7 separate regions of the Mus musculus genome follow, and all the other regions are linked to region 1. The links are chromatin contacts, called in public HiCAR-type, HiChIP or PLAC-seq and promoter capture Hi-C maps. All regions are on one chromosome and are shown on one strand. Each heading gives the region's core, a stretch centred on a gene start, on an enhancer-like site or on the middle of the called end of the contact. The rest is flanking DNA. Distances are from core to core; before and after follow the strand shown. Region 1 holds the start of Clk1 (CDC-like kinase 1). Region 2 holds the start of Cyp20a1 (cytochrome P450, family 20, subfamily a, polypeptide 1). Region 3 holds the start of Nbeal1 (neurobeachin like 1). Region 4 holds the start of Wdr12 (WD repeat domain 12). Region 5 holds the start of Fam117b (family with sequence similarity 117, member B). Region 6 holds the start of Bmpr2 (bone morphogenetic protein receptor, type II (serine/threonine kinase)). Region 7 overlaps Nop58 (NOP58 ribonucleoprotein).

What was found. Promoter capture Hi-C pulls out the DNA fragments that hold promoters and counts their contacts. HiCAR-type assays count read pairs that join an accessible place to other places. HiChIP or PLAC-seq counts read pairs in DNA pulled down with a chosen protein or histone mark. Capture Hi-C pulls out chosen DNA fragments and counts their contacts.
Region 2: a contact with region 1 is called in a HiCAR-type map of astrocytes, with 5 times the contacts expected there. The contact joins the promoter of Cyp20a1 here to the promoter of Clk1 in region 1. A contact is called at or near these places in 2 of 39 promoter capture datasets (both in liver), 1 of 115 datasets of contacts at active chromatin or transcription factors (astrocytes) and 2 of 9 other capture datasets (adipose tissue and liver).
Region 3: a promoter capture Hi-C map of liver shows a contact between it and region 1, with 4 times the contacts expected there. The contact joins the promoter of Nbeal1 here to the promoter of Clk1 in region 1. A contact is called at or near these places in 3 of 39 promoter capture datasets (the C10 cell line, liver and pre-B cells) and 2 of 115 datasets of contacts at active chromatin or transcription factors (astrocytes and pancreatic cancer cells).
Region 4: a HiCAR-type map of astrocytes shows a contact between it and region 1, with 5 times the contacts expected there. The contact joins the promoter of Wdr12 here to the promoter of Clk1 in region 1. A contact is called at or near these places in 2 of 39 promoter capture datasets (hippocampal neurons and liver), 2 of 484 Hi-C or Micro-C datasets (embryonic stem cells and muscle stem cells), 1 of 115 datasets of contacts at active chromatin or transcription factors (astrocytes) and 1 of 9 other capture datasets (liver).
Region 5: a promoter capture Hi-C map of liver shows a contact between it and region 1, with 2.8 times the contacts expected there. The contact joins the promoter of Fam117b here to the promoter of Clk1 in region 1. A contact is called at or near these places in 2 of 39 promoter capture datasets (hippocampal neurons and pre-B cells) and 1 of 9 other capture datasets (liver).
Region 6: an H3K27ac HiChIP or PLAC-seq map of regulatory T cells shows a contact between it and region 1, with 4 times the contacts expected there. The contact joins the promoter of Bmpr2 here to the promoter of Clk1 in region 1. A contact is called at or near these places in 3 of 115 datasets of contacts at active chromatin or transcription factors (large pre-B cells, regulatory T cells and thymic regulatory T cells) and 2 of 9 other capture datasets (adipose tissue and liver).
Region 7: an H3K27ac HiChIP or PLAC-seq map of embryonic stem cells shows a contact between it and region 1, with 5 times the contacts expected there. The contact joins the enhancer-like site here to the promoter of Clk1 in region 1. A contact is called at or near these places in 13 of 39 promoter capture datasets (the C10 cell line, the HPC-7 cell line, HPC-7-derived erythroid cells and 9 more), 24 of 484 Hi-C or Micro-C datasets (CD4 T cells, CD8 T cells, DN3 thymocytes and 14 more), 14 of 115 datasets of contacts at active chromatin or transcription factors (the 230-238 cell line, astrocytes, cardiomyocytes and 8 more) and 3 of 9 other capture datasets (adipose tissue, embryonic stem cells and liver).

Annotation. Positions count from the first base shown.
Region 1 is chr1:58,422,282-58,426,185 of GRCm38.p6, forward strand. It overlaps Clk1 (CDC-like kinase 1), which reads right to left and starts at 1,807. Exons shown (of 13, transcript NM_001042634.2): 1 at 1,639-1,807.
Region 2 is chr1:60,341,316-60,345,219 of GRCm38.p6, forward strand. Cyp20a1 (cytochrome P450, family 20, subfamily a, polypeptide 1) reads left to right here and starts at 1,985. Exons shown (of 13, transcript NM_030013.3): 1 at 1,985-2,142. The coding sequence starts at 2,071.
Region 3 is chr1:60,178,791-60,182,694 of GRCm38.p6, forward strand. Nbeal1 (neurobeachin like 1) reads left to right here and starts at 1,809. Exons shown (of 55, transcript NM_173444.2): 1 at 1,809-1,895; 2 at 2,673-2,964. The coding sequence starts at 2,914.
Region 4 is chr1:60,096,224-60,100,127 of GRCm38.p6, forward strand. It overlaps Wdr12 (WD repeat domain 12), which reads right to left and starts at 1,684. Exons shown (of 13, transcript NM_021312.5): 1 at 1,284-1,684. The coding sequence starts at 1,324. It overlaps Carf (calcium response factor), which reads left to right and starts at 2,024. Exons shown (of 16, transcript NM_139150.5): 1 at 2,024-2,084.
Region 5 is chr1:59,910,928-59,914,831 of GRCm38.p6, forward strand. Fam117b (family with sequence similarity 117, member B) reads left to right here and starts at 2,079. Exons shown (of 8, transcript NM_001037725.3): 1 at 2,079-2,825. The coding sequence starts at 2,237.
Region 6 is chr1:59,762,096-59,765,999 of GRCm38.p6, forward strand. Bmpr2 (bone morphogenetic protein receptor, type II (serine/threonine kinase)) reads left to right here and starts at 2,184. Exons shown (of 13, transcript NM_007561.4): 1 at 2,184-2,633. The coding sequence starts at 2,558.
Region 7 is chr1:59,695,910-59,699,813 of GRCm38.p6, forward strand. It overlaps Nop58 (NOP58 ribonucleoprotein), which reads left to right. Exons shown (of 15, transcript NM_018868.2): 4 at 69-190; 5 at 2,414-2,550. Among named protein-coding and RNA genes, the nearest start is that of Snord70, 5.9 kb to the left of the region's middle. Within about 2 kb of position 2,057, at least 19 of the 459 cell types and tissues checked have an H3K27ac peak or open chromatin away from gene starts, as enhancers often do. A contact at or near this core is called in differentiating embryonic stem cells and embryonic stem cells, where this site is marked.

The sequences.
Region 1 (3,904 bases), core at 557-3,056:
TTCGAGACAGGGTTTCTCTGTGTAGCCCTGGCTGTCCTGGAACTCACTTTGTAGACCAGGCTGACCTCAAACTCAGAAATCCACCTGCCTCTGCCTCCCAAATGCTGAGATTAAAGGTGTGCGCCACCATGCCCGGCCAGATTTTTTTTCACCTTGTTTTCACAATGCCCAAATTCATATTAAGTGAAAAAGGTTTAAAACCTTAAGTGAAAAAGGTTAAAACTTAAGAAAAATGTATGACAGCTCTTTCAGAAGTTCAACTTACAGGTTCACAAGGTTCAATTTCTACCCAAACCAAGTCTCCGACCAACGTAACCACAAGTGACCCTAATTAAGAAGTTTTTTTTTAACTGGGCGTGGTGGTGCACACCTTTAATCTCAGCACTCGGGAGGCAGAGGCAGGCGGACTTCTGAGTAAGAGGCCAGCCTGGTCTATAAAATGAGTTCCAGGACAGCCAGAGCTATACAGAGAAACCCTGTCTGGAACAGCCCCCGCCCCCAAAGTGTTTTGTTTGTTTTTGGTAAAATACCAGTTTGGATGTTATGAAGTGTTTGTTTACAGCTATTAAAAAAAAAAAAAAAAAAAAAAAAAAGCTGCTCAGCAGATGACCTCAATTCCCAATTCACCGTCAAGTAAATGCCCACGGTCCCCGCTGACACTCTTACTGCTAGCAGAGGGAGACTGGGAAAATTATGAAAATATGGGAGGAAAGCCTGAGAAGGTAACAGGCGCGCCTTTTATGCCGAGTCAACAAAATTCGGGCTCCACCAATAAAGCCACTCTACTTAACTGTACAGGACAGGCCATGATGTTGAAAATAAAGCTGTTCAGAGCGGAAGTGACGTACAATCTTAGGGTGTTCCCCTCCTGTTTCCTAAAGGTAAACAACTCCCCCGTTACAACTTTGTTTACAAAGGAAATTTTCTATAACTTTTTTTTTTTTGAGACAGGCTCAAAGGGGATTAAAAGGCGAGCGACAGGCAGTACAGCCCGGCCGTCTTGAGTTTTAATGTTACAAAACCTAAGTAAATCCTAAACCTTCTTAAAAATCACTTGTTCCTCGCTCTCACAAGCGCTGTCCCGGTGTGCCTCGTTTTCATTATGCTCGACTTCGCTATCTATCGACCGCCTCTGAAATTCTTTTCTTCGTCGAAGGCGGAAACTACACAGAACTGAGGTGACAGCCTGCTGTGACGCTGTCCCCGCAGCGCCCATCTCTAACAAGATCAGCGACCGCAGCGTGTGGGGCCGGCCTGGTTACCAAGACCTTTCGCTTCAAATATAAAGAAAAACAGCACCAAAACCTGCGCCGTGCCACCGCCGAGAGCAAAACCAGGACCGACCGAGTCCAAGCGAAGGCCGCGCCCTGGCGCCGCCATGGCGAAGGACGAGCGCGGCCTTCCCCCTACCGCCATCTTAGGTCCCGCCGCGGCAGCTCGGGCTCTTGCAGTCGGCCGGCCCTCCTCGGGACGCGGAGCCTGCGGGCATCGTCCCCGCCTACGCAGAAGCCAGCGGCCAGAGCTCCGCAGCCGGGGCACAGAGCCCCTTCGCGTGGCTCCGCCGTGAAGAGCCGCAGCGGGGTCCTTGGAGGCGGCGGGAAGATACAAGGAAAGGCCCTGACAGACACCGCGTCTTACCTTTCCAACCCTGAAGACAAAGCTTGCAAGGCGAAGACAAAGCTTACAAGGCGACGGCGAGAAGTCTGCAAACGATTACGACGATCTCCCAACACAAAATGGTGCGGACAGACGCAGTGCGAGCTTCTTCTCGGAAAAACTGGTGACGTAGATGGGCGGGGCCTATACCGGTCCTGAGTGCGCAGGCGCGGGCCCGCTGCCCAAATGGGCGAGGGATGGAAGGACTTGGTCCTGACTGTCCTTGCTGTGGCTTCTTGAGGATACTTAGACACTACAGGTTACAGTAATAGTATAATCCACGCTCGCTCTCCCTCTCTCCTTTTTCTCTTCCCTCCTGACTGCAACCTTTTAAACTACACCAACAAAGTATCTCTGGTTAGTAACTCAGTGACTACAGTTATGTTGACCTGTCTTAAACTAGTTTTTAGTGGTTGGGTATGACATGCACTGACGCCAAAAATGTTAGAAATGAGCATGGTGGCACACGCCTTTAATCCCAGCACTTGGGAGGCAGAGACAGGCGGATTTCTGAGTTCGAGGCCAGCCTGGTCTACAAAGTGAGTTCCAGGACAGCCAGGGCTATATATACAGAGAAACCCTGTCTCGAAAACCAAACCAAACCAAACAAAACAAAAAGTTAGAAATGGTGGAACAGGAGCGGAATAGTGTAAATAGACAGATTAGTAAGTAGTCTTGAAGACTTTGAGGATGCCCCCCCCCCCCCCATAGTAGCTTCCCCCAGCCTTGAGTAGGCTGGCTTTGACCTTGTTGCCACTGAGAATGAGACTACCTGGGGTGGAACCTTCCAACTTAGATGGCTCTATTGTTCCGTCACCTGCCACTGCTACCTGCTGAGAGGCCCTTTAGATATTCCAGAGACTTCATCCAGCAGATCACCTACAGGCTGGCAACAGGCATCAAGAATGGCTTGGGGGGCGGGGGGTTATGGTTTTGAGACAGGGTTTCTCTGTGTAGCTCTGGCTGTCCTGGAACTCACTTTGTAGACCAGGCTGGCCTCAAACTCAGAAATCCGCCTGCCTCTGCTTCCCGAGTGCTGGGATTAAAGGCGTGCGCCCCACGCCAGGCTTAAGCACAGACTCTTAGTAAACTTGGGGGCCTTGAACAGAAATGTGTCTTGGCCTCCATTATTTCTCTCGCCATTTCCTTCCATACAGCTCCGGCCTCCCACTCAGGAACCCAGTTAGTGTGGCCTCAGGCGGCTTAACTCCTATTTCGCTGGTAACTCTAAAAAGGTAGATATTAGGGGGAGGAGAAAAAGGGGGGTGCGTAGGTATCAGTTTTGCAACTCCTTTGCTTTCACCTTTAAGAGTTAATCTAGACCTGGGCATGGTGGCATATCCCAGCACTAAGGAGGCAGAGACAAGGGTTATCTCTGAGTACAAGTTCAGTGTGGTCTATATCGCAAATTCTAGCCAGAACTAAAAACAGGGGAAGAGGAGGGTGCTGGCGTTGGCTTAACAGGTAAAGACACAATGCCACCAAGCCTACCTGAGTTCAATCTCCAGGAAACACATACTGGAAAGAGAGAATCAATTCCTACACACACACACACACAAATAAAGTATTTTTTAAAGAAATTAAAAAATTTTTTAAAAATTTAAAAAATTTTAAATGTACATGTATGAATATTTTGCCTACATGTATATGTTGGGGTCCAGGAGTTGGCTCACAAACCACACAAACACTGATCTCAGTCAGACAGGGATAGTTTATTGAACATATGCCCTAAGACTGATCGATCAGGGCTGCAGCTCAGAATTCGAGGGCTGAGCCATGACTACAAACATTTCTCAGGGACAGCTTATTAAAACACACACACACACACACACACACACACACACACACACAAAGTGCTGTGAATTCATACCCAGGTGCAGGAAGTGCTGCCCGGTAGTTAGCTCTGACTCCAGCCATTTTAGATGTAACATCTCATATTGACTTTTAACTTGATGGGTCCTACATAAAGCTTTGTGGAATTTCTTAACATTAACAAACCTCATACAGAACATAACAGGATATGTGATCAGCATGACCCTGCTCTGAGTCAAGTTATTCTCTGTGTCAACAACTGGCAGGCACATTACAGCAACAGTATGAAATAGCTGGAGGGCATGGAACAAAATGACTACAGCTATGCAGGGGCCAGACCTCAACATATATATATGCACGCCAATGGATGCTTGTTGCCTAAGGAGGCCAGAAAGGAGGGTCAGATCCCTTGGAACTGGATTTACAGATGGATATG
Region 2 (3,904 bases), core at 735-3,234, 1.9 Mb after region 1:
AAAGAAAGAAGAGGTAGATTGGTTGCTGTCTATTTGTCTCTGGTGTTCTGTGGAGCTAGGAAAGAAGAAGTCCCAGAACCAAGGCTAAGCAAGGCTCCGCTGCTGATCTACACTTATCCTCATGTCTAGTTTTAGACTCCATTTCTGAAACACTGGGGCCTGCCTCTGTGGGTACTGAAAAGTCCAGAGGGTGCCAGGCTGAGAGCTAACTTAGGACTAAAAAACCCAGGTTGGGGGGTGGGGGTGGGGGGGGGGACTCAGTGCTGGAGCAGTACCAGGCAGGTACCAGGCATGATTTTGATTTGGGACTGGGAAGGTTGAGGACCAGATACCTTGAGAAAGTGGTACCTAAAGTTATATAGCTATGGTGCTGGAGAGATGGCTCAGTGGTTAAGAGCACTAAACTAGCTGCTCTTCCTGCAGTCCAGAGTTCAATTCCCAGCAACCACATGGTGGCTCACAACCATCTGTAATGAAATCTGACGGCTTCTTCTGACATGCAGGTGTACATGCAAATAAAGCACTCATATACATAGAATAAGTAAATCATTAATGTTATGTAGCTACACTGTATATTTCAAATTTTTATCTGCTGTTGATGTGGGCCATCATTTTGATGAGAAATGTCTTTAAAACCGATTTAAAAAACAAACCCTTGAAACACTCAGGGCAGTTTGAAATACATTCAGAGTTAAAAGCACAGCTCTTGCTGTGTGAGGTGGCCCATGCCTAAAATTTTAGCGACTTGTAAACTAAGACAAAATCAAACGTTTGAGGCCAACTTGAGCAATGTAGACAGCTTTGTCCCAAGACAGGAAAAAATGTGATTTCCAATCGACGAAATCTTGAGTGGAAGTATTGTTACAGCTTCAAAAAGATATGGCATGTTTTCAGTGAGGTATGATTCCTTCTTAAGCAGTAGTCATTACAGGAGCTCTAACTGCAATTCCAAATGACATGCCAAACGGTATCAAGAAAATTTGATATTCAAGCTATAAAATCTATAAATTGTTTTAGGATGCTTTCACTAAATGTAGTGCCAATAAGTATCAGGCTTTACCTTATACTAACCCATGTTAAAATTTCTGAGTTGGATAGAACAGAAGGATCTCAAATTACAGTAATGCTCTGACCAAGCAATGTTTGAAAAACATAAGCACACAACATTGCTTTGCCAGTGCTCAGTGCTTCCTAGAACGCCCAATAGTACCCTCCACTGGCTACTCTATATGGTATTATTTTGAATGAATTGATTTTGATTTAATGAGGCAGGAGCTCAGGTAACCTAGGAATTGGTTATGTAGTTGGAAATGACTAAACACTTGATTTTCTTGCCTCCACCTTCTGACGCTGGGATTACAAATGTGTGCCAACCAGCCAGGTTTATGTGGTGCTGGGGACTGAAGCCAGAACTTTGTACTAGAAAAGCAATCTACCTCCCCAGCCTCTGGTTTTCAGTTTTCCATAGAAGAAAATGGAGCTTGCTAAATTCAAGGAATTTATTGCAAATTATCAGTAACAGAAATCCTACCCACTGTCTGCCACCGTGGCCAGAAATCCTACCCAATGTCTGCTACCGTGGCTAACGCCTTTAATTCCAGCACCAGGAAGGCATCTATTAGTCAGAGGCCAGCCTGGTCTACATAGTTCCAATCTAGACAGGGATACATAGTCAGATCCTGTCAAAACACAGAAACCAGCCACGTTCACTGGAGCGCTTTTGAGCAATAAGGAGCATCTAACGGTGCCTAGCTCTTCAGCCATGCATGCAGGTGTCCAGGTGAGACTGGCTTCGGTTGTGAGTCCTACTTAAATGTACTTAAGTCTACTTTGTGCAAGCGGACTGGTGTCGCACGCAGCTTGATTCTAGCCAGGCCAGGGTGGGACCCGGGCCTGGAGGTTTCCTTGTGGCCTGTGAGTCGCCAGCAGACCAAGGGTGACGCCCAGCACGGGCGTGGCGGGGCGACCGCGGCTCCTATTCGCCGACCGCCTGAGGCCACCTCCCTCCCCAGCTGCGGGCGCCACCACGGAGCTCACGGCCGAGGACCGCGCGGGCGGGCGAGAGGAAGCATGCTGGACTTCGCCATCTTCGCCGTGACGTTCCTGCTGGCGCTGGTGGGAGCGGTGCTGTACCTCTACCCGGTAACTCCCAACTCGGGTTTCGGGGGTGCGCCTGCGCCGCGAGGACCTGGGCGGGCGGTCGGCCGGGAGCGCTTGCGGAAGAGCCACGTGGCTCCGCCCCGGCGTGCGTTCCCCGTGCGCATGAGTGCTGTGGTCGCTGAGCTGTGGTCCTGGGCGGGTCCCTCATTCTCCCTGTCCCGGACGGGTTTTGGGAGGTGGCGATCAATTCATTACCTTGGGTGACTTTGGAGACATTGACTTCTTCGAGCCCCAATCCCATTTGCTTCTACATCAGGGGAGAAACTCCTTCCATCTTTTCCTAGCATCCCCCTGCATATGCCCCGGCACCGTTGTTGGAATGGGCGAGCTGAGCTCCCCAACCCAAACTTTGTCCACCTGTCCTTTTCAGAGGGGAACCTCTCAAAACTCCGGAGTTACTGTTAAGGAACTTCCTTAAAGTGTATTGTATAAAGCTGGGCGTTGCATACATCTGTAATCCCAGCCCGGGGTGAGGAGGATGGGGTGGGAGCTCAAAGCTCACCCTGGACTACATCAAACCCTGTCTTTAAAAGAATATGTATGTACAAAGTGTGGTGGATTTATGGAAAAGTGGAAAGGTAGTGAACAGCCCCGGGTAGATGAATGGTGATGGAGATGCCCCTTAGAAGTGTCCTGTTCTGAGTTAGTGGTTGATTAGACTAATATAGAAACCACATACCTGAACTCCTGAGAAACAAAACACTGATATGAAGAAGTTGAGAGCTCAGGCCTTTCAAGAATAAGAGGACTGTGTCCTAGCCAACTGGAGCGAATGTAAAACCAGACCGGGAAGACAGATGGGTGTAAATGGCTGAAAAGCTATTCAAAGGACTTTTAAGTCTGCGTTCTACTGGAGGATTTCAATGGATAAGTGGCTATTTTAGTTTAAAGGAAAACTGGGAATGCTGTGTTGGGCCTGTAATCATAGCACTTGGATGGTGGAGGCAGGAGAGTTCAAGGGTTTCTTCCAAAATGGACCTGAGTTCTAGGCCAGTCTGGATCACATGAGCCCTTGTCTTAAATTTTAAAATTTGTATACTAGAAAAAAAATTAAAAATATATGTGGCAAAAAAATGTCTTCAATTCATTCCTTTTAAAAAATGCAAATCTTGGAATCAAGGGATTTTCAGCTTTAAAGGAGAACTTTAATTTGCAGGCTGGCCGTGTCTAATTCCCAGACACTCTGGGAGCTCTGGTGGGAGGATTGTAAGCTTGAAGCCATCTTGGGCAATGAATGTTGTGAGACCCCACTTCAGAACAATCCTAATATTATTAGTAAAGTTTTCTGATAGTCGTCCCGCTACTGTGTTAAGAACGGACTGTAATTATGGGGCTGAGGCAAGGGTGGGGTTAGAGAGAGTAGGCGGAAAGATAACTGCTGTCATTTTGGTGAGAGATGGTGTGTGCTTGAACCCCAGTGTCATAGCACATGGTGAGAAATACAACATTGTTAAGATAAAGCCAGTGAGACGGGATATAAAACTCGAGGCTGAAAGAAGCTGGAAGAAAAACACTTCTGGGGGTGGAGATGGGGACTGGCAGATAGAAGAATGGATTTCCCCATGGAATGTGAAGATTTTGTTTAGTTTGTATCTTGGTGGGAAATTAATGAGGTTTCATAGAGATCAGAAGTTTGGGGTTACGTGAGCCAGGTTTAAGATGCCTGTTTGACATCAAGTGAGACAAAATCAAGTACAAAAGTCTTGAGGTTTAAGGTTAAAAAACCAGACTGGAACAGTTTGGG
Region 3 (3,904 bases), core at 559-3,058, 1.8 Mb after region 1:
GCAGACAAAGAAGCTCCAACACTGAGAATCTCAGAGACAAGGCTGCCCACCTGACCAGAGAAGGAAGAGTATAAACTTTGGAATGATTGATTGCCTCTGTTTCCACTCTGTTCCAGCCAAACTGGCTGGAGATCAGAAGGTAAGTGAATAGGCTGTTGTTAATCAGTTGTCTCCTCAGATCACAGGGTTTTTAAATAATGTTACTGAAGCTTAATGATTTAATTCCCGTCCTCTACTCATTGATGTTTGTTGTGAAGGATAACGGGAACTCTACATTTTGGTGACAGAATCACAAAATTTACTTTCACCTTTGATATCCAAGCTACTGCATGGTCTGCAAAACGGAATTATTTATCCTGTGATTCTTGACAAGAAAAACTTGTAGATTAATCTAATAAGCGAGAATAGATAAGGGCTGGAAGATGGCTCAGTGGTTAAGAGCATTTGCAGCACACAAGACAATGTTCCCAGCACCCATGTCAGGAGCCCCCACCCCCACCCAGACCTCCAGCTCCCAGGGATAAGATATCTTCTGGCCTCAGAGGGTATACAAACATATGTGGCACAAGGACGCACACAGGGCATGTGGGGGCATTAGTATATTTTAAAAATAAAGGTCACATAGTGAACCCCCATGATGGCATTAGTAGCTTTACATTTATTTATCTATTGTGCATGTGTATATGCCAGAGGATAATTTTCATGAGTAGGTTCTTGCTTTCCATTTAGTGAGCTAGGGTCTCTTGTTTGTGGCCAGGGCTCGCTGGCCCTCCAGTCTCCATCTTGCATTTCAGGAGGTCTGGCTTGCACAGCAAGTCATCTCCCTCCCTTTCCTTTCTTCTTCTTTTCTTTTGTGGCAAGGTCTCATGCGGCACAGGTTGGTCCCAGACTTGCTAGGTAGCCCATGTCAGCGCTGAACTCCTGATCTCTCTCCCTCCATCTCCTAAGTGCTAGATCACAGACCTGTTTCTTCAGGGTGGCTTCGATTATTTCTGAAGCTTAGTGATTACATATAGAAGTTCATTTTATTACTTTGTTTCCTTGTGTGTGCTTGTTAGGAATCAAACACAGGGCATCTCAGATGCTAAGCTGCTCTAAAACTGATTTTTTTATATGTTTGTAAAATTTCACAATAGTTTCTTAAATGTTTAGATTTAAAAGGTTAATCTTACGCTTTTCTCCTCTCTTAAAACAATAGCAACAACAACAACCTTAAGAAAGTGTGTGCAGCTAATAAGACTGCCTTTTGCTTCTTTTTCTGAAAGACGGAACTCATTCCGTACAGCAGTCTCCTTGGAACAGACACAGAATGGCAGTGACAGTACAAAGGCAACGACGCCAGAACAGGTAAAGATTTCTTTTCTTCTTTTTTCGCTTTTGAGCTCTGTCCCAGGACCAATCCCATTTCTACAAAGAAATCAAATCGAGATCCCTTCGAGACGCCCTAGGGTCGCCGGTCCTCAGCTGATTCGCAGAGGCGCCGCCAGGCGAGGAAAGTTCCGTCCGCCCCACCTAGCAGGGGCGGGGAGCGACGTCAGCACGTCGGCCCTCACGTCCAGCTGGGTGACTACTGACCGGAATGCCCAGGCTGGCTCCGACCGCTTTCAGAGCCTGAGCGAGGGCACTGCGGCTGCGCAGGCATGCCGGGGGAGGGGCTTCGGGGCTGAGCGGCCCTCGAGGAGCGGCTGCCGGAGGGCCGGGTAAATCCCCAGAGGCCGGAATGATTAGCCCAGGGGCTGCTCCGCCCCTGGCTCCTCCCACCCCGCGTCGGCGCTACCCCGCCTCCGCCTCCGCCTCCCGCCCGGCTTCGGGGTGACACGGGGCTTCGCCGCGGGCAGGGCGGAGGGCAGCAAGTTAGCCCGCGGCGGGGTGGCGCCGGCGGGCCTGTGAGCGTGGTGAGGGGACGCCGAGGTCGGGCGGAGGCTGCCGCGGGGCGGGAAGGCCCGGGGGAATGCGGCGCAGGGCTGCAGCCTGAGGGGCGGCGGCGGCGGGCGAGGGGGCGCGGCCGGCCCGGGCGGGTCTGGCTGCGGCCGGTTGGCGTGGGTCCCGGGTCTGGGTCCCAGAGCGCTCCGGGCCGCGCTTCTGAAGTTGATTGGCACGCCTGACGTTTGTCTCTCTTGTTCGTAACGGGGACGCAGGGAGGAAATGGAAAGGTCCCCGGACTGCTGCGAGGCGGGGTCTGGGGTCGTCCCACGGGAGGTGGTCCTTGCCACGGTGTGTGAGCCCCTTTCTTCTTGGGTGGAGAGGTGGAAGCCAGGTAGGCAGGATGACTTTCGCTGTGTGGATGGTTAAAACAAACAAACCAGGAATTCCTCGGGCCCTCCCCCCACGCCCTGCCCTGCAACGCAGCAAACATTCCCAGCAACTTTTAAGAAGCTGGCGAGAAATCTCGGATATTTGTTGTGTTTGATCTGTGCTCCTGGTTAAAGGAAGGCGTGAGTAGGGAGCCGTCTTCCTTCCCATCTACCGCAGTTTTGGTTGTGAATCTGCCTGGAAGGTTTTAGTATTTTATGTTGATCATTAGTCGTGGTGTGCCAAACAGGAGTTTCTGGAATATCTAATCACATTAAAAATTTATCCCTTTGAATGGGGTGATCAAGGCAGACGGATATCTGGATTTTTTTTTTTCAAATGTGGCTTAAAAAAACTTAGGATATTTTTGTATTTCACAGACCTATTTACGAGACCAGCTACCCCTGATGAAGAAGTGTTGGAGTAGTTGCTGAAATTGACCCTTATTGACCTGAGACAGTCTTATTTGTTCTACGAATTTTTTTTTTTGTTTTTTTTTTGTTTATTCCACTGCTTTGAGCTTTACTGTAACGGCTGATAAACTTGGAAAATAAAGTAATATGATATGGTCTTGAACCGTCTTTTTGAGGAAATATTAAAGTACCAGAGTGGAAAGCCAGAATGGCAGCCAGAGAGAGGCTCTTTGAACTTTGGATGCTTTATTGTACAAAGGTAATTTGCTTTCCTTTTATTTCTGTACTTAAAATTACTTGATTATAAAATTTTGTATCCAGCATTATGACCTTATTGTGTAGTGTGTTTGTGCATATTGATAATCCTGAACTGGCAGGTGTGGTGGTGCATACCTTTAGTCCCAGAACAGAGTCCTAGAACAATGCCGGGCCAGGTGGTGTTATGTGAGTTTGAGTCTATCCTAGTGGACGTAAGACATTTCCAGGACAGCCAGGGCTGCAATTCTCAAAACAGAACCCCAAACAACTCCCCCATCCTGAATTTAAAAAACATGCAAGAGAAATAAATAAATTTTAAAAAACATGTAAGAGATCTTGAATTTCCCATATTTATTTTTCAGTTTTGAGTACATTGACAATATTGGCCTGCTATTAAAAACTTACAAATATTTCTTTGATATATCTTCAGTGATCTCAAAATTATATAGGTAGATTGTACCTATAAAAGAAAAATAAAACTCTTATTGTTTGTAGGATATGTGGGGGGGCCACATGGGTGCCTTGGTACTTTTTTAGAGGTCAGGGGACAATTGTGTGGATTTGGTTGTCCCTCTCCACATTTATATAGGTTCCTAGGATTGAATTTAGGTCATCAGGATTGTGTGGCAGGTGCTTTACCCATTGAGCCATCTTATCTGCCCCAAATATTTTATTTTTCTGCTATTTTTTTCTTCCCTTAATTGGGGGTAAAGACAGTTTTGTTTGGACATTAAACTTTTTTTTCCCCCTTCCCCTAAACTTTTTTTAATCAACCTTTTAAATTATTTTTGAAGGTTATTGATTGAGGTAGTTATTACAGGATTAACATTATGTTAGCATATACTAGCATTATCTCATTTAATACTAACTAGGTTCTAGTGAGGTAGGTATTGTAATTATCCTTTTATTCGGGAGAACTGGTGTAGTTGTGAGTTTGGAAT
Region 4 (3,904 bases), core at 434-2,933, 1.7 Mb after region 1:
TTAGTATGATGCACCTGAATTCTATACATTATGTATATATATATATATATATATATATATACACACACACACACACACACACATATATATATATATATATATTTTTTTTTTTTTTTTTTTTTTTTGGTTTTTCGAGACAGGGTTTTTCTGTATAGCCCTGGCTGTCCTGGAACTCACTTTGTAGACCAGGCTGGCCTCCAACTCAGAAATCCACCTGCCTCTGCCTGCCGAGTCGTGGAATTAAAGGCGAGCGCCATTATACATGTATCACCAGCAACGTTGACATCTATATGACTTATTAATATATAGACACAGAAGTACACACATACAAATATATACACACAGTCCTTGTTTTATCAACTAGAGAGAAGCCAAGGTCCTCTGAAATGAGGAAATTCCCTTATAGTGGTTGTCTGCAGGCAAGTCTGCGGGAACATTTTCTGGACTAATAACTGATGTAGGAGGAACCAGCCCACTGAGTAGAGCCACCCTGTATTTTAAAAGCAAACTTAGCTAGCTAGCCATTGGGAGAGCAAATGCAGCTTGCCCCCACCCCCACCCCTCACCTCTGGTTTCTGCTTCAGTTCCTGCCAGGAGTTCCTCCTATCTTGGCCTCCTCTGAGATGACTGTAACCCTTTCCTCCCCAAATTGCTTTTTGTCAGTGTTTTATCACAACAAGAGAAACCTAAGTTGGACACACTCACACAAAATACACCTAATCAAATCGGACACTGAATTGGCTTCATTCTAATTAAAAAAACAGCTCTACAAACTCCATAGCCAGTTTCTAGTCTGTTTGGGGGGGGGGGGGGGATGAAGTTGTGCTTTCAGAAACCACGAGACACCGTTAACGGACAAGCCTGTTCAACTCTCAAATTACTGACATGATGTGTGCAGCATGCAGAAAGCAAACGTGAAGCCCTGGTCCTCCACACACGTCAAATTATGAAAAGCTCATGAAAGTGGGTAGAAAACGGAGATTTAAGAAGACGTGAACACCGCTTCCAAATGAGACAGGGCAGAAGTGCGGGGCACGTGAAGGGGAAGGCGAATGAAGTCTTTTTTATTTTTTTCTATCAGTCAGCTTATCTTATTTGCAATAAATTCTTTTAATTGTAGCCATTATAATTATTAAAGTTCTTTCAACTTTGATTTACTAAAACCTTGTCCGTTTCTTCTTTAATGTATATCCCCAGTCAAAACAGCAAGGATCAAATCGAAGGAGTCTTCAAACGAGATCGGCTCCTGGAAGACAGGGACAGAAGCTGGAACCCTTACTTACTTCTTGTTCTCGCTGTAGAAACGTGCCTGGAGTTGTGCCATGGCTGAATATACACACGAGACTTCTCCACGAAAATGTGTGCGTTGATAATCAAGCAGCTCTAAGGTAGACTGCGCCGCAAGCGCAGCAGGAGCTAGGCTTCAGTTAGCTCCCTCAGGTTCCTACAGAACATACCACGAGGTTCGATTTCCACCAGCGCCCAGCCCGCACACATCAAGTACCTATTCCGAGATTTAGGAAACATCGATTAGTCAAGCGTAGTCCTAAAAGCATCCAGTCCCCTTAAGACTTTTGTTTCTTATCTATCTAGATTCGTAATCTATTAGGAAAATAAAGAAAATAACTAGCTTGAGCCAAATTTTAAGCGTGTCTTTAGACCCAGACCCTTTAGACTCAGCGCTCAGATACTACAAACCCCAGAAGGGAGCGCGTTTCAGACCCTCTGAACACTGGGAGTTGTAGGCTTTATTTATTTTGCCACACCGCATTTAGGGTCTCATATCTGCTTTTAATACTCCTTTCTCCGGGCAGATATTACACTTCCTGCTTCTTTATTCTGAGTGACAAAGGTCCCATCTGTTCGTCTTGTGTGCACTGTTCCAACAGCCAAATTCGGCCGAGACCATGTGTTCTTACCTCTGGCTTCAGAGCGGAAACTCGGGAAAGGAGAACGAGTCGGAAGGGAACTGGGCGACGGTGGCTGAGAAGGGTCTAATCTGATGGACCTGCGCTGCGCCTCCAGGAGGGGTGCGCCTGCGCATTGTGCTGGTCTCCACGGCGCGGCCTCGGAGCCAAGACGAGGTTGAGTAGTCTCGTTTTGAATTTTCTCCCTTCTGCTTACGGCGGACTCCCCTCTCGCGTTGTGGGGCTCGCTGCGGCGGCAGGGTTGGGGGAGCCGGAGGCCTGGCAGAGCTGTCTGTGCCCAGCGACCGGACGCTCCCTCCCAACCTCCCTTCGTCCCCCTGCCGCCTCCTCCCGTCACCTCCTGACCCTCCCGGGCTGGGAGCAACCGCCGGCCCCCGCCCCCGGCCGTCGCCGGACGCCGCTGTGCGCTGTCCCTGCGCCCTCGTCCGCCTCCACGGCGGCTCCTTCGCCGTGGGCCCGGGAGGGGCCCCGCGGCCGGGAGAAGGCAGGCTGCCGCAGGGGGAGGCGAGGTGTCTGTCCCGCAGAGGGTGCGGAGCCCGAGAACGCACCACCGCCACGGAGCATCCGAGTCCTGGGCCGGAGCGCCCGCCCGAGAGGGGCCTCTCCCCTCCTTTCCGAGTCTGACGTTTAGAAAAGTGTCCTCTGCACCTTCTCCCCTGCTTTCGGGCTTCTTTTATTATTATTATTATTATTAATTATTAATTATTTTTTTAATCTTGATGTCACTCAAAGGCTTGTCTCGGTCTCAATGGTCTCGATTATTACTCTAGTTATTTTCCTGAGTGGAGAATAGATGGGGGCTATTACTCTTAAGATCCCAAAGTCACTTTTTTAAGGCATTCGTCTGAAAACCTCCGGGGGTAGGGTGGGGTACAGGGACACACTACTCTGAGACAGCAATTTAGAGTCAGGCAGAACTGGATTGCAAAATGTGTTGGCTTAGCGGTATGAGTGAACCAGTGAATATGGTGAGAGGTTTTCTATATGTCGCCTAATTAAATTTAAATCCGTAGAAAACTAGAAGTTATCTAGTCAGTTGGAGGCGAAAACAATCATTTGTTAAGTGGACAACGACCCAAAAAGCATGACTGTTCTCAGTTTATTCATTTTACAGAATTGCATGCCCCATTACAGGAATGCCTGAATTTGATTCTACCTGTTACTTAACCTCTGTGCCACACTAAGATTAGCTGTGACAATTTAATGTCGCATAAGAAGCACTCAGAAAATGTTAACTATTTTTCTCATAAGAGCTACCAATAGAAGTTTTTACCACTGATGTAGGTGGAGGCATAAAATGAGAAAAACCTCTGCCCAAAATACAGGGAAAAAAAATTTCCTTGTTCAGATTGGGTTTGCTGATAACAGTGTTACCAGACGAATTAACTATTGAATTTTTACTGATAACATATAACTAATTAAAACATCATTTTAAACTTCCTTTAGTTTGGACTTAACAGATTAACAATACATTTGGAAGACAGTACATTTTTAAAATCTTAATTCGAGTGGAAAACTATGATTAGGAAGATATAGAACAGGAATTACTCAGAGTTCAGTTTGCAAAGCACACATCTTGAATTCACTAAAATATATTTTTATTTAGCTAAGGTATTTAGTTAAGGGAAGATAAGTGACTAAGAATACCTGGGACGAGCTTTTTTCAATAGTCACTTACATGTCTTAGCTGGTATGGCTTGCAGGCGTTACCTAGATAGCTAATGCTAGAGTGTTGGTTCTCTTAATTTTAGCTTATATCAACTGCAGACTTCTGGGATTCATTTATTGGGGTCCTCATGAAGACTCAGTGTTATCTGGAACAAGATTTCTTTTTCTTAACAGTCTCTTGGTGTTTGTTTATTTGTTTTTTGATATTAGGGATTTTTTTATTTGTTTGGTTTGGGTTTTTGAGGTTTTATGTTTTTGTTTGAGACTGGGTCCCTATGTAGTCCAGTATGGATTTCAATTGACTATGT
Region 5 (3,904 bases), core at 829-3,328, 1.5 Mb after region 1:
GCCACCATGTGGTTGCTGGGAATTGAACTCAGGACCTCTGGAAGAGCAGTCAGTGATCTTAACCGCTCAGCCATCTCTCCAGCCCTATAAAGCTTAATTTTCAAGTGGTGGAGAAAAGAGGGATCAGGGATCTAAGACTGTCCTCAGCTACATAGTGAGTTTCAGGCTAGTCTGAACTATATGGGACTCTACCTGTTTAAAAAAAAAAGGAACTAAGCAACTAGCTTCAGCAGACCATGTTTTAACTATGCAAACCATTTTAACTTTTGATCTAATACAGCTTATCTGATGAAAACAGTTTTTTAGCTTAAAAAAAGGAGGCCTTTAGGTCAGTAACAAACAAAACAAATTATCAGAGAGCCTAGGATACCAGAATATATTTCAAAAGGAAGCCATTGGCCATTTACACTTGAGTAAGACAGAAAGACTTAGTAACAGAATGTCTTTACTTTTCTGAGGTCTTTTCTGAGGTTTTGTCTGTTGGGATGCACACATATATGTACAATGATGAATGAATGAATGAATGAATGAATGGAGAGAGACTGCTAGAAAAGGAGTTCTGAGAACTTCCTGCACAGCCTCTTCTCATCAAATCCTTGGTTAATATTTAGAACTGTCTGTAGCAGATGGTATTGCTTAGCTGCACCTTACAAATAAGAAACTTGTTTATGGACATACCTGAGATCACAGGCTATGTGGGGGATCTGACTGTCTCCAGGACCCTAGGAACCTATCTAACAGCTTTCTACAGGAACCCAATAGGGCTTGAGGCCTAGAACCTGTTACCAGAACCACCACGCCTTGGTTAAGGGATCTTTTTAGAATGTATAGCTATTAAAGCCATAAAGGGATTAAGGATGCCACGTGCAGTCTGCATGTCGACTTTTTAATTGAAGAGGAACCCGCGTATTATGATTACTTTAGAATTTCTTGCCTTTCAGAGAGTTCTTATGAAAGCCATGGAGACTTATTTTCTCCACCAGACTAAACTATGAATGGTGGGCCAATGAAACGGCTCAGTCTGATGCATGAGTCTGATTCCCTGCACAGACATGTTAGAAAAGAACAGGCTGTCCTTTGACCTCTACATGCATGCACATGCTTATTCACAAACCAGATACATAAATGTAATAAATAAATAAATAAATAAATAAATAAATAAATAAATATGGGTGGTGCACCCAGTTCTGTCTCAAATAGAGAGGAGCAAGTGGAGGCCACAGCACTTTATAAACTTGCATCTTTCTAAGGTATAAGGGAACTGTAAAGTAACTGATTAAATAAATTCTTTATTACTTGAGATCTATAAGGGTGGGGGCTAGTAGCAACACTACTCGATAACTGAACTTCACAGATACCATCTAAAGTTGCATTCTAACCTGCAAATATAATCGTTCTGATATTTGAATCTTTGTAGCGCCAAAAAGAAAAGAGAAGAAAGATATAAAATACCCTAGAATTAAAGTTCTTTTATTTTAGAGCCCTGCTCATAGGTAGATGGAATTAGGGCAGAACAAAAAGATTGGGGGGCGGGGGTGAGGGGAGTCTCCAAAGAGATGTGCGTACGTGTTAACTTACAGACACCACTGCTGTAAGGAAATGAGTTTCAGAGGGAAAGAGTCGGTTCAGACCATCCCCGGGGACACCGTGGTCCCGTACAGTCCGTCCCTTTGGCCAAATTCCCGGAGTCCCAGGGGCTCCCTCCAGCGGGAAACAGGGACGCGCGTGGCCGGGCGCGCGCCTACACGTACACGCACGTGTACACACACACACACGCACGCACACACGTCCGCACACGCACGCAACCCCCCCTCACCCCCCACCCCCGCATCCCTCTACACAAGCCACAAGCGTTCCCTCCGCACCCCTCCTCCTGCCACGGCCGGTTTCCTCCGCCGCCCGACCCCTCGGGGGCGGGCCTCTTTCTCTTTAAAGAGCAGAAGCAGCCTCGGGAGCCGAGATGCGCGCAGCCAATCAGCGAGGCCGAGTGGCTCGAGCGCGCTGACGCTACACCAATGAGCGGCGGCAGGGGGCGGGGACAACGGAGGAGACACTATTGTTGATGAGGAGCCGCGGCGGCGGCTGCATCACCTCGTCGGTGCCCGTCGCTGCCCGCGCGCCCCCTGGTCCTGAAGTCAGGCTACGTCACCCGCTGGCTCAGGCCTTCCCTCGGGCCCCGAGCAGCCGGTCCCCGCCGCCCAGCACCCCCGGCCGCCGTCTCTGGGGCGGGGGGACCATGTCCCAGCGGGTGAGGCGCAATGGGTCTCCCACGCCCGCCGGCGCCCTCGCGGGTGGCGCGGTCGGCCCGCCCGGGGGCCCTGGGAGCCGCCTGCAGCCCATGAGGGCGACGGTGCCGTTCCAGCTGAAGCAGCAGCAGCAACATGGCAGCCCCACGCGGGGCGGCGGCGGCGGCGGCAACAACGGAGGCAACGGAGGCGCCTCAGGCCCCTCGGGCGGCGGCGGCAGTGGCGGCCCGCGCACCGCCTCACGCAGCACCAGCCCCACGCGCGGCGGCGGCGGCAGCGCGGCGGCGCGTACCAGCCCCACGGTGGCCACGCAGACGGGAGCGTCCGTGACGTCCACGCGCGGTACCAGCCCCACGCGCGGCACGGCGCCTGGGGCCCGAAGCAGTCCTCCGCGCCCGCAGCCGCCACCGCCCCTGCTGGGCACCGTGTCGTCGCCCAGTTCGTCGCCCACCCACCTGTGGCCGAGCGAGGTGATTGCGGCCCCACCCTCCGCCCGCGTCCGCCACCGGAGGAGGTCCCCAGAGCAGGGCCGACCCTCGGCGGAGAAGAGGAGCCCCAGCGCCCCGGTGTGCAAAGCAGGTACGTGGAGGACAGGGGTCCTGTGCCGCCGAGTGGGGACTGCAGCGCTCCGGTGGGGCGGGGCGGGGCGGGGCGGGGCGTGCGGTCCGCCACCCCTGCGTCTTGCCCGTGCGGGTCTCCGCCGTGGAGGTGCGGCCGCTAACCTTGGGCCTGGGCTCAATTTGTGGAAATCATAAACCCTGGGGTTTGGCCTTGCGTCGCTACTGCTGGGGCTGGTCCTGTCACTTTTGGTGACGCGGTTAATGCTTGCAAATAGCACTTGTGTGCTGCTTAGTGTTTCTGTTCCACAAAACAGTTTCGGATCTGGAGGACTGAATGCATCAGCAAAGGCGGATTTGGATCATTGAAGAGTTGTGAAGCTGGGAGCAGTTTTTGCATTTCGTAAGACTTAATGAGTAGCAAGAAGGGAGAAGTTAAGCAAGATTGCTTTGGGGTGTGTGCATAGGTCTATGTATGTGTTTACACATATACGTAAATGGTAGATAGCTAGCCTGAGGGTCTGAGTGTGTTTCTGAGATACTGGTTTTATTTCTCTTAGACTTATTCTTTGCTTCCCGCACCCCCCCCCCCCCAACACTCTCACTACCGCTGGCTGACCTGGAACTTGCAGTGTAGACCAGGCTGGCCTTGATCTGCCTGCCTCTGCCTTCCTAGTGCTGGGATTAAAGGCCTGCCCATTTTGTTTTGCTTTGGTTTTTTATGTTTATTTTTTATTTTTTGTTTGCGTTTTGAAACAGGCTCCCTGTAGCCTCATCTGGTCTGTAACTCACCATGTAGATAGGTTAGCCTCACCAACTGCCTCTGCCTTCTGAGTGCTGGAGTCAAAAGCATGCTACTTTGCCAGGCTACAAAATGCTTTTAAAAGATGTTAAGAGGATTCCCTCCCTTCAATAATGGGCAAGTGGTTTTCATACACGACCTCATTTTAGCTTTCATATTTTCCTTTAGATGGGTTAAGAACAAGTGGTGACAGGTGAGCTTTGACTCTGCTTGTATGCCACAGAGAACAAGTCTTCAAATTAGATCAAGGGAGCAACTTCTAATGTATAAGAGAACGTCTGAGAGATACATTGCACACC
Region 6 (3,904 bases), core at 934-3,433, 1.3 Mb after region 1:
CATATATATCTGCCTGAAGGATAAACAGTATAAAAGTATTTCAGCTAAAAAAGGGCCCTGGGCAGATATTACAACTCTTAATTATAGCAGATATTTACTATGATAACAGAAACCAGTTTAAGGAATGTGATTTATTAACATCACGTTCAGATACAGAGATAAAAGGAGGCTTGAATAAGCAAGCGAACAGTAAGGCTTGAGGAGTGTGTTTATGAAGGTATCCTGGAACTGCCCTTAGCCACAATGAAAGACCGGCAAAACCAGCCTTCAGAACAACCTTTCTGCCTACTAGAAGAAGGGAGGGCTAGACTTCACCTCTTAAGATCGCCCTCCCACGCAAATTTTCCACCTCGCAGTTAAAGAATTAAACCCAGACTTCCGATCATGGCGCCAAGCACGTCATCTTCTCCCCTCTCCCCTAGCAAAAATCCCACCCAAGTCGGCTGACCCTGTAGGGGATCCCTTCCCTATCCTGGTTGCCTGAATCAAGCCAAATTGAGATTTTTTTTTTAAAGAGGTTTAAAGTGGTTAGGAAACTGCAGTGCTGGCGGGACTGTCTCTATTCGATGAGTGAGGAGCTAGGACCACACTCCATACCTAGAAGCAACTACACTGCGTCGCAGTTCTCCTTTAACAGGCCCTGCAAAGACCCTCGGGCCTTTGTGAATAAAACCCTCCCCAGGAGAGGTGCGGGCGGAGCAGGAGACGCGCACGCACAGCAGGCCGGCGTGTGCGATCTTAAGTTTTCTCTCCGGTCTCGCGTGCTCGCAATTGCTCAGCAGCCTTGTCATCCAAGAGGGCCCCGGGGATGGCTGTTCGAGGAAAGCCCGACCCAGACTAGCGCACACACGTCAGCTTCGCGGTCTTCATGACTGAGGCAGGAGGCTTTTGTTTGGGCCGCGACGGGAGGGGGACCCGACGAGGCCCGGGTCTCGGCTCCTGGGAAAGGCGGCTCGGTCGGGATTCTCAGGGAAACCGAGGAGGATGCGCCCGCCGCCACCAACAACGACGGCGTGCCTTCGAGGCTTCTCGCCCACCTTCCCGGGTAGCCTTTAACCTACGTTAAACAAAAGATTGTGGCCGCCCTCCCTTACACGCTTGAACAGATCGCACGGCGTCCACGTGCGGAGCGTTCGCCTGTGTGAGGAAAGGGACCTAGGCTGCCCACCCGCAGCCCACGACAACCCTTCCCTGCACTGGGCGCCCAGGCGAGAGACGCCGCGCGAGGGCCTCACTCTCCAGCAAGCCTGGGAGTGAGGGGCGGGGCCGGGCGGGGCCGCGGGCGCGCAGGCGCAGTGCGGCTCAGTGGCGCCGCCGCCGCCGCCGCCGCCGCCGCCCGCGCTGCACCACAGGCCCGAGACAGACAGGGGTCGGCTGGAGAGCCGGAGACTGAGAGGAGGCGGCGGCGGGGGCGGGGCGACTCCGGTGACCGGGAGCGCCTCAGACTGGCAGCTGCGGCGACTCCCCCCTTTGTGTCTGGTCTGCTTGGAACCGCTGGAGGTGCTTCCCGGAGGGGCTCGGGGTGTTTCGCAAGCTCAGCTGCCCACCCCCTTCCTCGGCCACCTACGTCCGTCTTCCCGCCGCCCCCCGCCCTCGGCCCGCGACGCCCGAGCTCCGCCCGGAGCCCAGAGCTGCGGAGAACGAGGCGGCGGCGGCGGCGGCGGCTTTCTCCAGAGGGGCTGTGATTCGCTCCCGCAAGCCATCGACGGGAGGAGACCCGGTTTTCATGGTGGAATTTACTTCAGGCAAGAGCGAGGGGCTGGAGTAGCCGAGAGCGAGGCCGCGGGCGGAGCGCCCTCGAAGGGCCAGCCCCGCACCTCCCCGCGTGTCGCTCGCCCGGGCTCGCCGCGTCGCCGCGACCCTCCCCTCCCCCGCGCCCCGAGGCCCGGCCTGAGCGACCCTCGCGCGATTGTTCCGAGGAAGCTGTGGACTCGCCCATGGAAGCAGGCACCTTTTTCGACCCAGTCGGTGGGAAGGATTTGTTGATGTCGAAATCCGAGTGAAGGAAGCAACGAAGCGAAACTTTAAAAGGAACCCCACTGTCCTCGGAGTACGGAGCGATGCTACTCCGGCGGCCGGGCGCCGCTGCCTGCCCCGCTTCGCCCTTCCCGGCGGTCGGGAACTTGTTCTGATCCTCAGTGCTCCCATCGAGTCCCCGCCCTCCCCCCCCCCCCCCCCCCGGCACTCTGGATATGTTTTCTCCCAGATCTGGGTATTTTTTTGATATCGTGAAACTACGAGGGAAATAATTGCAGGGGTTTCTTCTGGGCTCCCTGCGTCTTCCCCATGGACATGCCTTCAATTTGGGGAGCCGAGACACCCCGTCCTAGGCGAATGAAGCCCCCCAGCCACGAGGGAGCGAAATGAAGGGAAATTCTGCAGTGGAATGAGAGCTCTACTAGCTAGGTCCTCGCATCTGCCATTTGTCCTTTCAAACTGCATTGTAATCCGGGCAGGATAAATCAGACGAAGAGCAGCCTCCTAGCCGGATTTCTCCGCCCGAATTTACTTTCCAGATTTCTTTTCTTTGCCCTCCTGCTTCTTTGCTGGCCCAGGGATGACTTCCTCGCTGCATCGGCCCTTTCGGGTGCCCTGGCTGCTATGGGCCGTCCTGCTGGTCAGCACTACGGCTGGTGAGTAGCCCTAGGTGGTATGTCCCAGCTCCTACTCCAGTGGGTGGCGAGGGAGAGAGCCTGCAGAGGCCGAGCCCTGTGCTCTCCCCTCGCAACGTGTGCTCTCGGATCCGGGTGGAGGAGCCAGCCAGGGAAATCACCTTCGGTGTTTGCGTGTTGTTTCCCGTCCCTACTCCCGTATTCCCTGACCCCTCCCCCACGGGGGGAAAAAGACATATTGGGTGTGGTATCTTGACATTTTTAGCTGTGAGGTAATGCAAGGATTAAAAATAATATTTTAATCACTAGTGAACTGTCTATTAGATTTTTGGAGATAAAGGTGGTTTTTTTACTTTGATGGAAAGAAGCAGATTTGGTTTACAATAAAAAGAACAACTAGACACACACTTGATTGAACCTTATTTTTACATTTAGATCACTCTTTGGGAATCCACATTACTTTTCGTTATTTAAAAATGTTACCTGAAAAAAAATGTTACCTGATGAATAGAGTAAACGTTGAGGAAGTCACTGTGTGAGAATCTTGATAACAGTGTATACTAACACAGTTGATGTCATCATTAATATTGTTTTGCTCCCAAGAATCTTAACTATTCTCTGTCTCTTTATCCTGGATATTCTTAACTTTGTATCCCTTTGGAATTACTGTTGGGCACAGAAGTGTTTTTGATAACTTTTCTATTAGTCATCTGGCGTCTGTTGGTTTTCCTGTCATTGAGACAATTTTGACCTCACATCAGACTTCGAGGAGATTTGACTCCTGAAAGTTCTTTGACATTTTCCTAACGTGTGAAAGGAAATGCTACTCCCCTTTCCTTTGGCCATTTCCTCTTTACTTCTCAATCGCCTTGAGAAAAAAACAACTCATATTCTCATTGCAGTTATTTTCAAGCAACAGTCTTCTGTGATTTGCTTTTAGAAAATTTCAGGAATGAATTCTTAAATAGTCACATGAAGTATGCATTTAAAATTGAGTACACAAAGTAATGGTTTTACAATTTTTTAAAAAGTAATTTTCACATTCAGTGAATTCTTCATTGCTGTATTAGACACAGAGATTACTTGTTTAATTTACATTTTAGATGTCTGTTCTGGGAAAATACTGAAAGAAAATTTGAAGTTCCCTTTTGTGAATTTGATACTATTGTCTATATTGATTAATATGTAGTATTTCATATTTTTAGTTATGAGTGTAGTCTTTAATGGCAAAGCCATTTCTCAAGCACCATTATATTTAGAGTTTTAATAATGAATCTATGTATTGTTAAAAA
Region 7 (3,904 bases), core at 807-3,306, 1.3 Mb after region 1:
TTTCCTTTAAAGTTTACATCAGAAGCGTTCTCAGTTGTAACTCTAAAATTTTCTGTTTTTCTGTAAAGCATTCACAGCTCTGATGGAAGGCAAAATCAATAAACAGCTGAAGAAAGTTTTGAAGAAAATAGTAAAAGAAGCCCATGAACCTCTGGCTGTCGCTGATGCTAAACTAGGAGGGGTAATAAAGGTAAAGTTGGGCTGAGGCTGAGGCTGTGGCTGTGGCTTAAAGGGCAAGGCATGATTCTTCCAGGCCTTTTAGAGCTGCTAAGCCTGCTCTTTGTAGTATTTGTCATGTGTTCTCATAGTTGATGTTTTCCTGTTAGGCAGCATAATCTCAACTAGAAATTGCAAAAACACGTTTTCCCTGTACACTGTAGAAAATAAAGATGGACAAAAATGATAATATAAGCTCTAAGCCAGCCACTCATGCCGTCTGTTCACATTTGTGATGATCCTCATAGAATTTAAACTTTTTTCTGTTGAGTAAAGAAGTGAGTTGATTGGAAGCTTTAGTAGCAGGCATAAAGTACAGAGGGGACTTAAATGGTCTGTGGTGGTGCATGCCTAGAGTTACTTGCTTGTGATATTATAAAATATTGGCCTATATGAGGGAATTAACAAATATATGCGACAGGGAAAGTGTTATGATTGAAACAGTTTTGTTTTTTAAAACAAATTTTTTTCTCCAACATGGAATTTGTGTGCCACAAAATCCAGGGTCAAAAAGATACTTGTTATCTGTGTTTATACTATTCATTAATACTCTTTGGGAGGGTTATTTGAGGGATGCACTTATCCATAGGGAAAAGATAGAAACTTTTTGCTGTTACTTTTGGTTAAAATCCGGTGAGTATATGAGTACCTTGTAATTTTTTTTAAAGATTTACTTAATTATTTTTAAGATTTATTTATCTTATTTATAAATACACTGTGGCTGTCTTCAAACAGACCAGAACAGGGCATCGGATCCCATTACAGATGGTTGTGAGCCACTGTGTGGTTGCTGGGAATTGAACTCAGGACCTCTGGAATAGCAGTCAGCACTCTTAACTGAGCCATCTCTCCAGCCCAATACTTTGTAATTTTAAAGCTAAACAAATGGCTGGAGTGATGATGGGTGAGTGGTTAAAAGTGCTTAGTACACTTAATACACCGGGCTTCAGATCCCATTACCAGCATTACACAGGTCATTACTACCCATCACTCAGTTACAGGGGATTTGATACTGTCTGGCCTTTAAAGGCACCTGCACTTAACTAGTGCACAAAAACTCCCTTTGGCTGGGGCTAGAGAGATGGCTCAGTGGCTAAGCGCACTAAACTACATGGTAGCTCAACAACCATCTGTAATGCAATCTGATGCCCTCTTCTGGGGTGACTGAAGATAACGACAGTGTACTCATATATATAAAATAAATCTTTTCTTTAAAAAAAAATCACATAGGTACATGTGCAGATTTTAAAAGTCTGGAAATCAAATAAAATAGCAGTAGTCCACTTAGTCCAACAAGCAAGAAAAAAACTTCCTCAGATTTAATAATGCTTTGCATCTTGGGATGCAGCCTAGCCAAAAGGGTAATTGGAAGGTTTCTCTATTTAATTTCCATCAACTTCTTAACAAACATACTAGAAGCAAACACTATGTACAGTTGAGAAAAGTATATATATTATACCCGAGATCAATATTGTTTTAAAATACCAGATTCCAATGAGATAGATCATGCTTATCTGTTCTATCCCGGCCTGTGGCTTACAAGGACCAGGTACACCAGGGAGGCAAGCTGGGGCTGAAAGAGACTTAGACTGCGAGAGGTTAATGGAGCCGAGACATGTTTCAGTTCAAGGCCCTCCGTTTCCTAAGAGAGTGTGCTTATAAAAGGGGAAGGCCCATCCCCTCCAGTCCATTCTTGGTGTCTGGAGCCAGCCTATAGGTGATGCGCAGAATAGAATGTTCCTCTGGAATGTATCAGGTGCTTCTCAGCAGGTAGCAGTGTCTTGGAGAGAGCAGTGGCAGCTGGCAGAACAAAAGAAGCCATCTAGGTCGGAAGGCTCCACCTTAGGTAATTTCCTTCTCACTGGCAGCAAGGTCAAAGTCTGGAGCAGCCTGCTTCAGGGCTGAGGGAGGCTCCACTTATCATTTCCGGAGACTGAGGCAGATTGTTCCTGTGAGTTTAAGTTGAACCTGTGAATTCACATTAGTGAATTCTTTTTGGTTTTTCAAGACGGGGTTTGACCAGGCTGGACTCAAACTCAGAAATCCGCCTGCCTCTGCCTCCCAAGTGCTGGGATCAAAGGTGTGTGCCACCTCTGCCTGGCTACATTGGTGAATTCTTAAAAGACAATATCTGAAAACCCACAACGGTGAATTTTCAAGAAAACTTATTTTTCATTTAATGTGAATGTTTTTATAGGAAAAATTGAATCTCAGCTGTATCCATAGTCCTGTTGTTAATGAACTTATGAGAGGAATCCGATCACAAATGGATGGCTTGATTCCTGGGGTAGAACCACGTGAGATGGCAGCCATGTGTCTTGGATTGGCCCACAGGTAAGTACAGAAGTTAAATGTATGCTTACTCATATACATACACATATTTATATACATCTGTCCTAAAAGTGTGTAAGTATTAATGTCAGGGAGATGCTGCTGTTGCCCTCAAGAAAAAACTTGCTCAGCATCAATAAAGCTGATAAGTGGTAAAAATACAATTATTAGACCCAGTGTATTCTTTTTGGTTTTTCCAGGCAGGATTTGTCTGTATAGCTCTGGCTGTCCTGGAACTCGGTCTATAGACCAGGCTGGTCTTGAATTCAAAGATCCAACTGCCTCTGCTTCCGAGGTGCTGGGATTAAAAGAGTGTGCCACCCCAACCTGGCTATTGCCTATATTCTTTTAAAAATGAAAACTTATGGCAGGCTTTCTTTATATCTTCAGTGTTGGATCATTTCTTCCCATAGCTTTGCTTTGGTCTGAGAAAGAACTTTGCTGTGTACACGTGTTTCTGATTGGGCCAGAAAAGGCTGTCAGGTGTCCCTTCATTCTTCCTATTCCTTTGAGGCAGACTCTCCCCCTGGTTTCCGGGGCTAGGCCAGAAATCCTCAAACCTCATTGATCCTTCTGCCTCCCAGCTGAGGTTTGTTTAGGCACACATGGAATTGCTGACTTGTTATGTAGGTACAGGGATCAGACTTCCACAGCTCATGATTGTATAGCCAGTACACTTAACTGCTGAGCCATCTGTATTATTCAGCGAGCCATAACATGCTAGGATTGTTGAAAGTAGTATCCTAATAGGCCGCAGTGAAACATACCTTTAATCCCAGCACTCTGAGGTCCCAGATAGTCTGGTTTACAGATGAAGTTTCAGGACAGCCAGGTAACAAAGGGTTTTATGTATAGTGCTTAAAAATAGTACAACACTAAGAAAACACAACTGCTTCTTTCTCATAAAAATCAGAGATACTAGCCCAGCAGTGATGGCGCATACCTTTAATCCTAGCACTAGAGAGTCAGAGGCAGTCAGATTTCTGTAGGCCAGAATGGTCTACAGAGTCAGTTCCAGGACAGCCAGGGTTACAATGAGAAACCCTGTCTTGAAGAAGGAAAGTATTTATTTATTTATTTATTTATTTATTTAGAGATACTGAAAATGTTCTGCAATGTAAAGATAACACCCTGAGGTATGCAATTGTAGGGCTACAGATGTCATTAATACCACGATTTGCTAGCTCACATGAAGCCTTCTCTATAATTTTCTGTATCCCGATATTATACAAAGGCTGTGGTATTTCTTACTTTGGAGTGTATTAAAGACCTACTGTGTAAAAGCAACAAAACTGGGCTGGAGAGATGGCTCAGTGGTTAAGAGTACTGACTACTGTTCCAGAGGTCCTGAGTTCAA